Linked DNA regions of Mus musculus: region 2 is linked to region 1. A link is a contact called in public HiChIP or PLAC-seq data. All regions are on one chromosome and are shown on one strand. Each heading gives the region's core, a stretch centred on a gene start, on an enhancer-like site or on the middle of the called end of the contact. The rest is flanking DNA. Distances are from core to core; before and after follow the strand shown.

Region 1 (4,368 bases), core at 46-2,545:
ATTTAACTATTACTACACACCATAACAGATATCAAAGTAATTGGTTATTGATTTTATACAAACTAACAAATTAGAAGGTATCTAGAAAAATGTTAAGTATGCCCTAATTAATAAATGCATTTTCTAATTCAAGTTTGCATTCATGCAACTGGACCAATGTGTTAACTTTCCTAGGATTTTAAAATTCAATGGCAAGGCAATTGTTAAACACTTCTAGAACTGATCTTACAGAAAACAGAAAGCAAGAAAAATATATTTGAATAAGGAGTTTCATTAGGCTGCCTCAATACAGGCCTTTCCTACTATAAAAGGGCAAGATAGTACAGAGTTTCCTCTACCTTGTATTCTTGCTGAGTCCATTTCAGATTTAACTATAATTTGATCTCTTTGATGGAGAAACCTGTGGAAAATTACTTAAATGATTCTAAAAAACTAAGGTCAAGATGCCCCAGCTAATTTATCTGGGCTTCTGTTACACTACCTGCTTGAGCAAAACGTTATTTATTGTTTTATTAAAACTCCAGTTTATTGTGTATTATAGCTTCTGCCAAACTGCTTGCTTGCACAAAATATCCACCTATAACTGCCAGATGAGATACAGGATAGGGTTTTGCCTTTAAAAGCACTTTGATCTAAATGTCCGATACTACATTTAGGTACAGAATATCTAAGTGTACTCCCAACTAACAGGAATTGACTTTTAACTGACTGTGGGCTATGACATAACTGGTGGACTCCCTGAAGCATTTTAGAGGTTCAGGTTGTGCCCATGCCCCAGTGAGAGCCTTAGAGACTGGATCCCAAAACTGATGGTACCCACAGGAGTAGGAAGGAATACTCTGGCTATAGAGGAGTCCTAGAGGGTATGTACCTTGATTTATCCCAGGCGCTGGGGAAAACCTCTCCCAACAATCACTGTCTAGTACTCTAGAAGCATCTGAATCCAGTTCCCCAAAAGACAAAAGTCATCTGATTCGGATGACTCCAAAGGTTAAGTGTCATCTGCAGGAGGTGACATCTAGGTAGGACACAAGAGGAGAAGACATACAGGAGCATAGATTCTGCATCACAGAACTCACCTGGCCTGTTCAGATACATGAGTGTATGGTAGCCACCCCTGGCTGACTTTACTATGTGTCTCTCAGTATGAGAGATGTGTGTCTATTTCACTTTGTGTGTTTTTGTCAGTTATATTGGTTGGAGAAACAGATCTAAAATGGGGAAGTAGTGAGTCATTGCAAGACTGTAGCCATTACTATCTCTGAGACAGCACATGACTTCCTGAAGGCTCACAGGCCACAGTGGGCTGACCACCCATGCTGCAATATCCTGCTTTCCAGGGGTGAAAGTGGCTGCACAGCAGCTGGCTACTGCCTTTTGCTATGATTACACCAGCAGCTCCCAAGTGTTGCAGCCACCAGTTTCCCTGTAGTAAACAATCGTTCTCTTGTAAAAAGTACTTCCATTCTGGCTTACAACCTGTGCTCTTGTGGTATTGACTCTAAATTACATTTGTCTTGGCCAGGGCACTCAGAGGAAGTCAAAACCTCTGCCTGTTCTCTCAGCCATTCTAGAAGAAATTGATCTATCTCTTCCTGACTGTTTGGTTCTGTCTTACTTAGGTGAATACTGCTCTAGGTGAAAAAAGGTCCTGTTCCCTGTGTGGAAGAGGGCAACAGCCCAGCCTCTCATCCAAGAGAACCCCTGCAGTCTAATCCTAGAGGCTTAAGCAGCTCTGTGTGCCCTGTAAAGTGTTCTAGTCACACTGGGGTAATCTGAGTAATGTGAGTAGTGACTGGGGTGGAAGTTCCACTCATTCATGGTTTATGTCTCCTTCTCTATCAGTGACTTGTATAACTGGAAGACTTAAAACCATTCTGTTTCAGAATCTTTAACTATAGGCTCTTTAACTATACATATAGGCAAATGTGGATGATTGCAGGCAGATCCTGACCACACTGTTTACAGGGTTTATAGTAGTTTTAGTACTGGTTATGTTTTTGTAAAAGACTTATGGCTTACAATTGTGTATGATTTGGTAGCTATGGTAGTGAAAAGCCTTATAACATTCTACAGAATATAACTAGAGAAGTATAGCTTCTGATAAGGAACCCGAATGACATTTTTGAGATGCTAGGATATTACCCATAGCACAAACAGAATGGATTTCGCATGTCTGACCTAAAGGTCATTTCTTCAGTACACCATATGCTTAGCTTGGGTATAAAGGGTTTATTGGCATGAACTCCCTGACTTATATCTCCAAACATGGGATCAAACCAGACCAACCAGGGTGATCATTCCCCAGCATTGAAGGACTATGGAAAACAAAGCACTAGACTTTGTCTTCAGAAAATACTATTCAGAAGCAAGGGGCTTGGGGGGGGGGGGATTGTTGGAAGAACTGATATAAAGTCACAGAAGTCATGGTGTGCTTTCCTGTGAGTTGTAAAGCTAAAAGAAGAGGTTCATAAATTTGTGGCCAGCCTAGGCATTTTGAAAAGACCCTCTCAAAACAACAAGATGAAACTGCCTGAGCCAACCTTTCTAAAAGTAACAAAAGACCAAGAGCTTATGAAAATGGGTTGCATGCATTGCTGCCCCACATTAAGAAAACATGTTCTAATTTTACTCCCTATTTGCATTATATTTGTTTCCAATATAGACATGTTGCACCTCAAGAGTGAGATGCTAAGACAGAAAGTAGGAAACTGTAACCAGTCTAACAGAAATGGAGATATCTTAAAGAGACGCTTGAGTCAACTTGACTATCAAGACTACTGAAACAATGGGCCTCAAACAAATTGGAATTTTCTCAGGAAATTTAATGTTACATAAAGGAAAAGGCAGCAACCAAAAGAGGACCTTTGTTTCCAGGAAAGAGTTTTCTCACAACCCTAACAACCTGTAGATCACCCAATAGGGTGAGACTGGGGATCCGATAGTGGTGGATGGAGCACACCCTGAGTGGGACTGCTTACTTGTGCATATCCTTGGTCCTCTCTTTAAATGTGATCTCCCTTCAGGACACTGAAGACAAACTTGAAACATTTTCTAGATTTTTGTCCCTCTTCCCAATGTGGCCACAGTGAATAAATCTCCTTTCATGAATTCCATATTTAATATGGCTTTTTAAAGTTGACTTATTGAAGATGGGTGGGCAGATCTGACTTGGAGCACAAGTTGTGAGCCCAAGTATAATAAAAATGTTACAGCTAAAACATTAAATATATGGAACAACAACAACAAAAAAAGTATAGTAAAAGCTATAAAAGAAAAGGACTAAGTCATACCCAAAGCATAGAAGGACTAGGAGGTAGACAGACTACCTAGTTAGCAGACATGTAGGGAGGGGGCCATGCCTGGGTAGGAGAATTCCGAGATGGCCAGCTTCTTCCTCACCCTTCTGACTTGAGACAAAAGCCTGAAAGCTTAAAACAAAGGCTTTGCAATCTTTTGTTACACACTAGCTGCTGATGAACTGGCTAAACAAGTTCAAGGCCTGCTTAGGAAATATGATACAAGAGTTCTGTGTCAATCAATGATTCTAGCTTTCTTCAAACTGTTCAACCTTAAGTTAGGGGAAGGAAACACTTTGGAGATCTAAAAATCCCAGCTCCAGAAAGACTGATTTGGGGGTGCAGGCGATGTTTTAGTTCCTTCTCTGATTTGTAGAAGGTCTTTTTCTCTGTGTCCTTACTGGGTTTCCTCACCTACAATAATCAATTTTCTTCAATTGCTGTTTCTCTCTGAGGTACTGGAGAATCCTCTATTATTACATGTTGGGCTTAAGATTTTTCTTCCCTTTTAATTCTTTAATTGGCAGAAAGAGCTAATGTAATCAAGATCCCTAGACCATATCAAACCCACTCTAACTCACTGTTGTAATAGAAATTGAAAGAAAAACTTTGCACAGTAAAGCTGGTTGAAGCCACTCTCACAGATGACATGGGCAGAAATACTGTAGTCTGAAAAAAAAAAAAAAAAAAGAATGACTCACTGTAGGATATTGAGAAGGAAATTTAAAAGTTCCTACAATTAAATGATATGAAAACACATGTCCATATCTATGGGCTATAATGAAGGTAGTCAGTCCTTGGAGTGAGCTGTATAGCTCTAAGTGTATACAATTAAAAAAAATAATTAAAGGTGTTTTATGATGGGGAATGTTAAGGAATTGGAATAAGAAGAACAAGACAACCCCAAAAGAAGTAGACAATAATAAATAACAAGCATCAAGGTGGAACTTGTTGAATTTAAATCAAAAGACAAAAAATCAATTAAATAAATTGTTAGTCCTTTGGAAAATGTAGCAAGATTGACAAGTATTATAACAGATACTATAAAAATCCAGTGACTATCAGGCCT
Region 2 (4,410 bases), core at 713-3,212, 480 kb after region 1:
CCAGTTCTATGGGATCCAACAACCTTGCTTGGCCTTTGTGAGCACAAGCATATACAAGGCACACATATCTGATGCAGGCACTCACAAATACACATAAAATAAAAATAAGTAAATTTCAAAATTAAATTAATAATTTCTAAAACAGAAATTACATTGCTATTTAAAATTACAAAATTTTCTATGCACGCATACTTATATAATAGCGAATTATTTGAATTACTTGAATTTATAGTGCAATAATTTAATCTATATTTTATAAGTATCTCAAAAACATAATTTTGATGGCCATTGTAATATTGTCCTGGGCATGTGCCTCATAAAGTACTTAGTTGTTTTCTTAAAACAAACAAATAATCAAATAAATAAACAAATAGATATTTACTTTTATTTGTGTGTGTATGTGTGTGTGTGTGTCAGTTTGTACATGCTGTGCCTGTGGAGGTCAGAAGAGGACATCAGAGTCCCCTGGTGATAAAGTTACTATGTTTGGTTGAAACTCAGGTCCTCTGGAAGAGTGGTAAATGCTTTTAATTACAGAGCTCTCTCTGGCCCTGCCCCCCAACTTAGCTATTTTCTATCATGACTGCCTTGATATTTGGAGATCTGTGGATGAATCAATTGTTTTGTAATTCTCACCTAGTGCTTCACTTGGACCCAATCTTGTATTTAGAGAGCCTGTGCTTTGAGGTACCTTTCCTGAAATTCCCAGAGTTTCCCTTTATTGCTTAGGACTACCTATATAAGCAGCACATAGTGAAGGCCAGCCTTAGGGCGGCAGTCACATGGAACCCCATACCAAGAAGTACTTTCTACCATTCCTGCCTTGGGATTTTAATTCATCTTTAGGCAATTTCTACCTTTTCACTTTGCACTGCATCCTAAAAGTTATATAAACTTGCCCTTACATATGGGTAAATGCTCTGGCTTTGCATCAGGACCAGACCCGCCTATTTCCCCCCAGGGATGTCTCTGGTCACCTCATCCTGATGTAAGGTTGACCAGATGCCCAGAGAAGCTACAGAGTTTGGACATTTTGGAATCATCTGGTGTCAGGACCTGAATGGCACTGTGACAGGAAAATTATTCCTCCTGAAGATTGGTACACACTCTACAGGACTGGGTGCCTTAGTCAGGGTTTCTATTCCTGCACAAACATCATGACCAAGAAGCAAGTTGGGGAGGAAAGGGTTTATTCGGCTTACACTTCCATACTGCTCTTCATCACCAAGGAAGTCAGGACTGGAACTCAAGCAGGTCAGAAAGCAGGAGCTGATGCAGAGGCCATGGAGGGATGTTCTTTACTGGCTTGCCTCCCCTGGCTTGCTCAGCCTGCTCTCTTATAGAACCAAGACTACCAGCCCAGAGATGGTCCCACCCACAAGGGGCTTTTCCCCCTTGATCACTAATTGAGAAAATGCCTTAGAGTTGGATCTCATGGAGGCATTTCCTCAACTGAAGCTCCTTTCTCTGTGATAACCCCAGCTGTGTCAAGTTGACACAAAACTAGCCAGTACACTGGGGTAAGCTGGAGTACATGAATGCTATTGCTATACTAATAACATGTGACTCAAATTGCTTATATAGTCAAAAACCCACATGCCCATGGGTGGGCCTGTATGGTAAGAGCATAATTCTAGAATACTTGAGAAGACGGTCTCATGGAGGAATTGTCTAGATCAGGTTGTTTATGGGAGGAGATGGCTGTCATGATGTGATAACTTAGATGATGTGACCAGCTGCTCCATGTGCTTGCCTTGACTTCCTGGCAATTATAGAATTGTGAGCTAAAATAAACCTTTAGTCCCCTGACTTTTGTCATAGTGCTTTAGGACAGTAACAGGAACCGAAAGGAAAAACCACCATTCTGCCTTAAGTTCTCTCTGGTCTTGTCCAACCACAGTCCATTTGGGGTTTTGGCAGAAGCCAGAAGTCGTGGAGAGTCCTCAGTCTGAAAACAGAGAATTTGCAAAGTCAGAAGCAACCGAGTTCCGAGAAGGTAGTAAGGGCCTTTGAGAGGAACTGTCCTAGAGAGTGAGGGCTTGTTGGGAGCGACAGTTCCCAGAAGGCTTGGGGAACATTCCTGAAGACTGTGCTCTGAGTCAGAGCTTATTTATAAACTCTTCGTTAATTTCCTGATGTTATAATCAGAAGCCGAGTCTCCCGCAGTTGCTGGTATGAATGGGAAAGTCACAGCATATGGCAAGAGTAGTGAATTTTAGGAAGCTTACATTTTTCCTTTTCTCAGAGGCCCCCCCCCCCTCCGGCCCCCGAACTGAGATAGCTCCTTTCCCTTCATTTATCCTCGCCATCTGAGGATCAGTTCAGCTCAGCTGGTATCAGCTCAGCTCTTCTTACAAAGTCTTGGACTGTAGACTTGGAAATGCCAGCTGCCCTAGGGGCTTGGAGCACAGCACACTGTGCTCTTGGTGGCGATGGGCGGAAGTGCGGCCAGCTTGGAGAGTGGGTTGCTGCCTGGAGGGGCAGTGTTGATTCCTGACCTGGCTTGGGCATCCAAGGCCTGCTGTACTGCTGTACTGATGCTGTACTCTTATCGGCTCTTCCCCTGGCTTTGCTTTCTTGCCATTCTCAGAAGGAGAAATGCAGCCAAGGGAGCATTTCTGAATCAAGGGTAAAAGACAGCCTTGTGTAGGCGTCCATTATGCTCCAGTAACTAGGGAGGGTGGAAAACAAAAGGTCAAAGTTAAATGCAAAAGATCATTTTTTCACTTAAAATTTATTAAATCCAACCCAGTCCTACTTCCCTATTAATAATATGGGAGAAACAGAAGAAAAAAAGCATTATTATTATTTTGTCTTTCTGAGGAACTGATATGATAGTGTGAGAGCAAAATTACATGGCCTTCTGAAAACTCTAGGACAGTGGTTTTCAACTTTCCTAATGCTGCAACTTTTTAATACTATTCCTCAAGTTGTGGTGACCCTAACTATAAAATTAATTTTGTTGATACTTCATAATAGTCATTTTGCTACTGTTATGAACTGTGGTATTAATATCTGATATGTGACCCTTGTGAAAGGGTCATTTGACTCACAGGCTCTAGAGGTTTTATTAATGCGCTGTGAACGCTCAAACAGCATAGTAATTCATTCTTCTTGGAAGAGGCAGGAATTACTGGGTACATCTTCGTGGAAGAAGCACTTCTGAGTTGAGCTTGAGAGAGCAGTGGTTGTAACACAGGGGTTTGTGGGTCCAAAATGTGTCCATGCTTCCTGGCAGTTGCCAGCATCTTTTGAAGTTCCATTGCAACTGTATGACAAGTTCTGGCTAAGGATTTGCAGAGATGCCACCAGCTTCCAAGACAGGGTGCTCAAAAGCCTCATCCATTTTTCTTTCTGCAGTATGGAAGCTGGGTAAAGACACCGGGGAGCCTCAATATAGGACACTGGCATCATTACAAGGACGAGGGTCCCAAGTAAAGAAACCCAGCTCTCATGGGGCTGAGGGAGAATTCCTGTTGTAAGATAGTGTGATTTTTATGTCAGTGAGACTTAGGGGTACGTGTTATTACACTTTAGCCAGTTCTACTTTAATTAATTTTAGGATTTTTTTCTAAGTGGATTAGGTGACTTTTCAGGTTTGGAAAAGACATTTCAGGGAAACAGCATGTGAGAATGTAAGGCAGTATTTCCAAACGAAGAAGAAGAGGAGGAGGAGGAAGAAAAGGAGCAGGGAAAAGGCTTCTCTTTTTGTCTACTAAGCCTGGTCATCCTAGGCTAAAACCTGCTCTTAGAGCTTCCAGAACATTCCATGTGCAGAAAAACAAAAACAAAAACAAAAACAAAAACAAAAACAAAAACAAAAACACCCATGTACCTCTAGTTGAAGAAAGGCTCCCAGGGCCGTGTGGATACTTTTTTGTAGGAAGTGGAGAATGCAGGGAAATGTCGGTGCCAGCGAGGCACGTGTGGACCACTGGAGCCCTGGACTGGAGACAGTAAGGCTGGAGAAGCCGCTTCTCTGTGGCTGAGCAGTTGTTGACATGGGGTCCCTTCTGATGATGGTTAGAATGTGCTGCTTGCCTCCTTTTTTTTTTTTTTTTTTTTTTTTTTTTTTTTTTTTTTTTTTTGCCTCTACCTTGTGACCTGTCACCGGGACTGGGCAATAGAAAGTCTCATCTGACAGCGCCTTATACTCATCCTAGACTCCAGAGTCCAGAAACTGGGTCTTGTCTTTCACAAGGCAACACCTAGACTGTCACTGGCTTCCTGACTCAGGCTGCAGCCTGGTGGCTCCATTTCTTTCATTGTCTGTGTTAATGCTCACTTTTTGCCTTTTATCTTCTTTCTCTCACAGTCCAGTGGCCTAGCCTGTTCTTTTCTTTAAAGAAAATGTATGGACTACATAGAGTGGTCACATTTTCCAGTTAAGAGTTGACTGTTTCTGGTTAA

Evidence for each region. HiChIP or PLAC-seq counts read pairs in DNA pulled down with a chosen protein or histone mark.
Region 2: an H3K4me3 HiChIP or PLAC-seq map of bone marrow-derived macrophages shows a contact between it and region 1, with 5 times the contacts expected there. The contact joins two enhancer-like sites. A contact is called at or near these places in 3 of 484 Hi-C or Micro-C datasets (bone marrow-derived macrophages and cerebral cortex) and 2 of 115 datasets of contacts at active chromatin or transcription factors (bone marrow-derived macrophages and large pre-B cells).

The regions. Positions count from the first base shown.
Region 1 is chr17:50,992,521-50,996,888 of GRCm38.p6, forward strand. The region is part of intron 3 of Tbc1d5 (TBC1 domain family, member 5); the gene reads right to left. Among named protein-coding and RNA genes, the nearest start is that of Gm31083, 110 kb to the left of the region's middle. Within about 2 kb of position 1,296, at least 121 of the 459 cell types and tissues checked have an H3K27ac peak or open chromatin away from gene starts, as enhancers often do. A contact at or near this core is called in bone marrow-derived macrophages, where this site is marked.
Region 2 is chr17:51,475,604-51,480,013 of GRCm38.p6, forward strand. No RefSeq gene overlaps it. Among named protein-coding and RNA genes, the nearest start is that of C330011F03Rik, 30 kb to the left of the region's middle. Within about 2 kb of position 1,963, at least 23 of the 459 cell types and tissues checked have an H3K27ac peak or open chromatin away from gene starts, as enhancers often do. A contact at or near this core is called in bone marrow-derived macrophages, where this site is marked.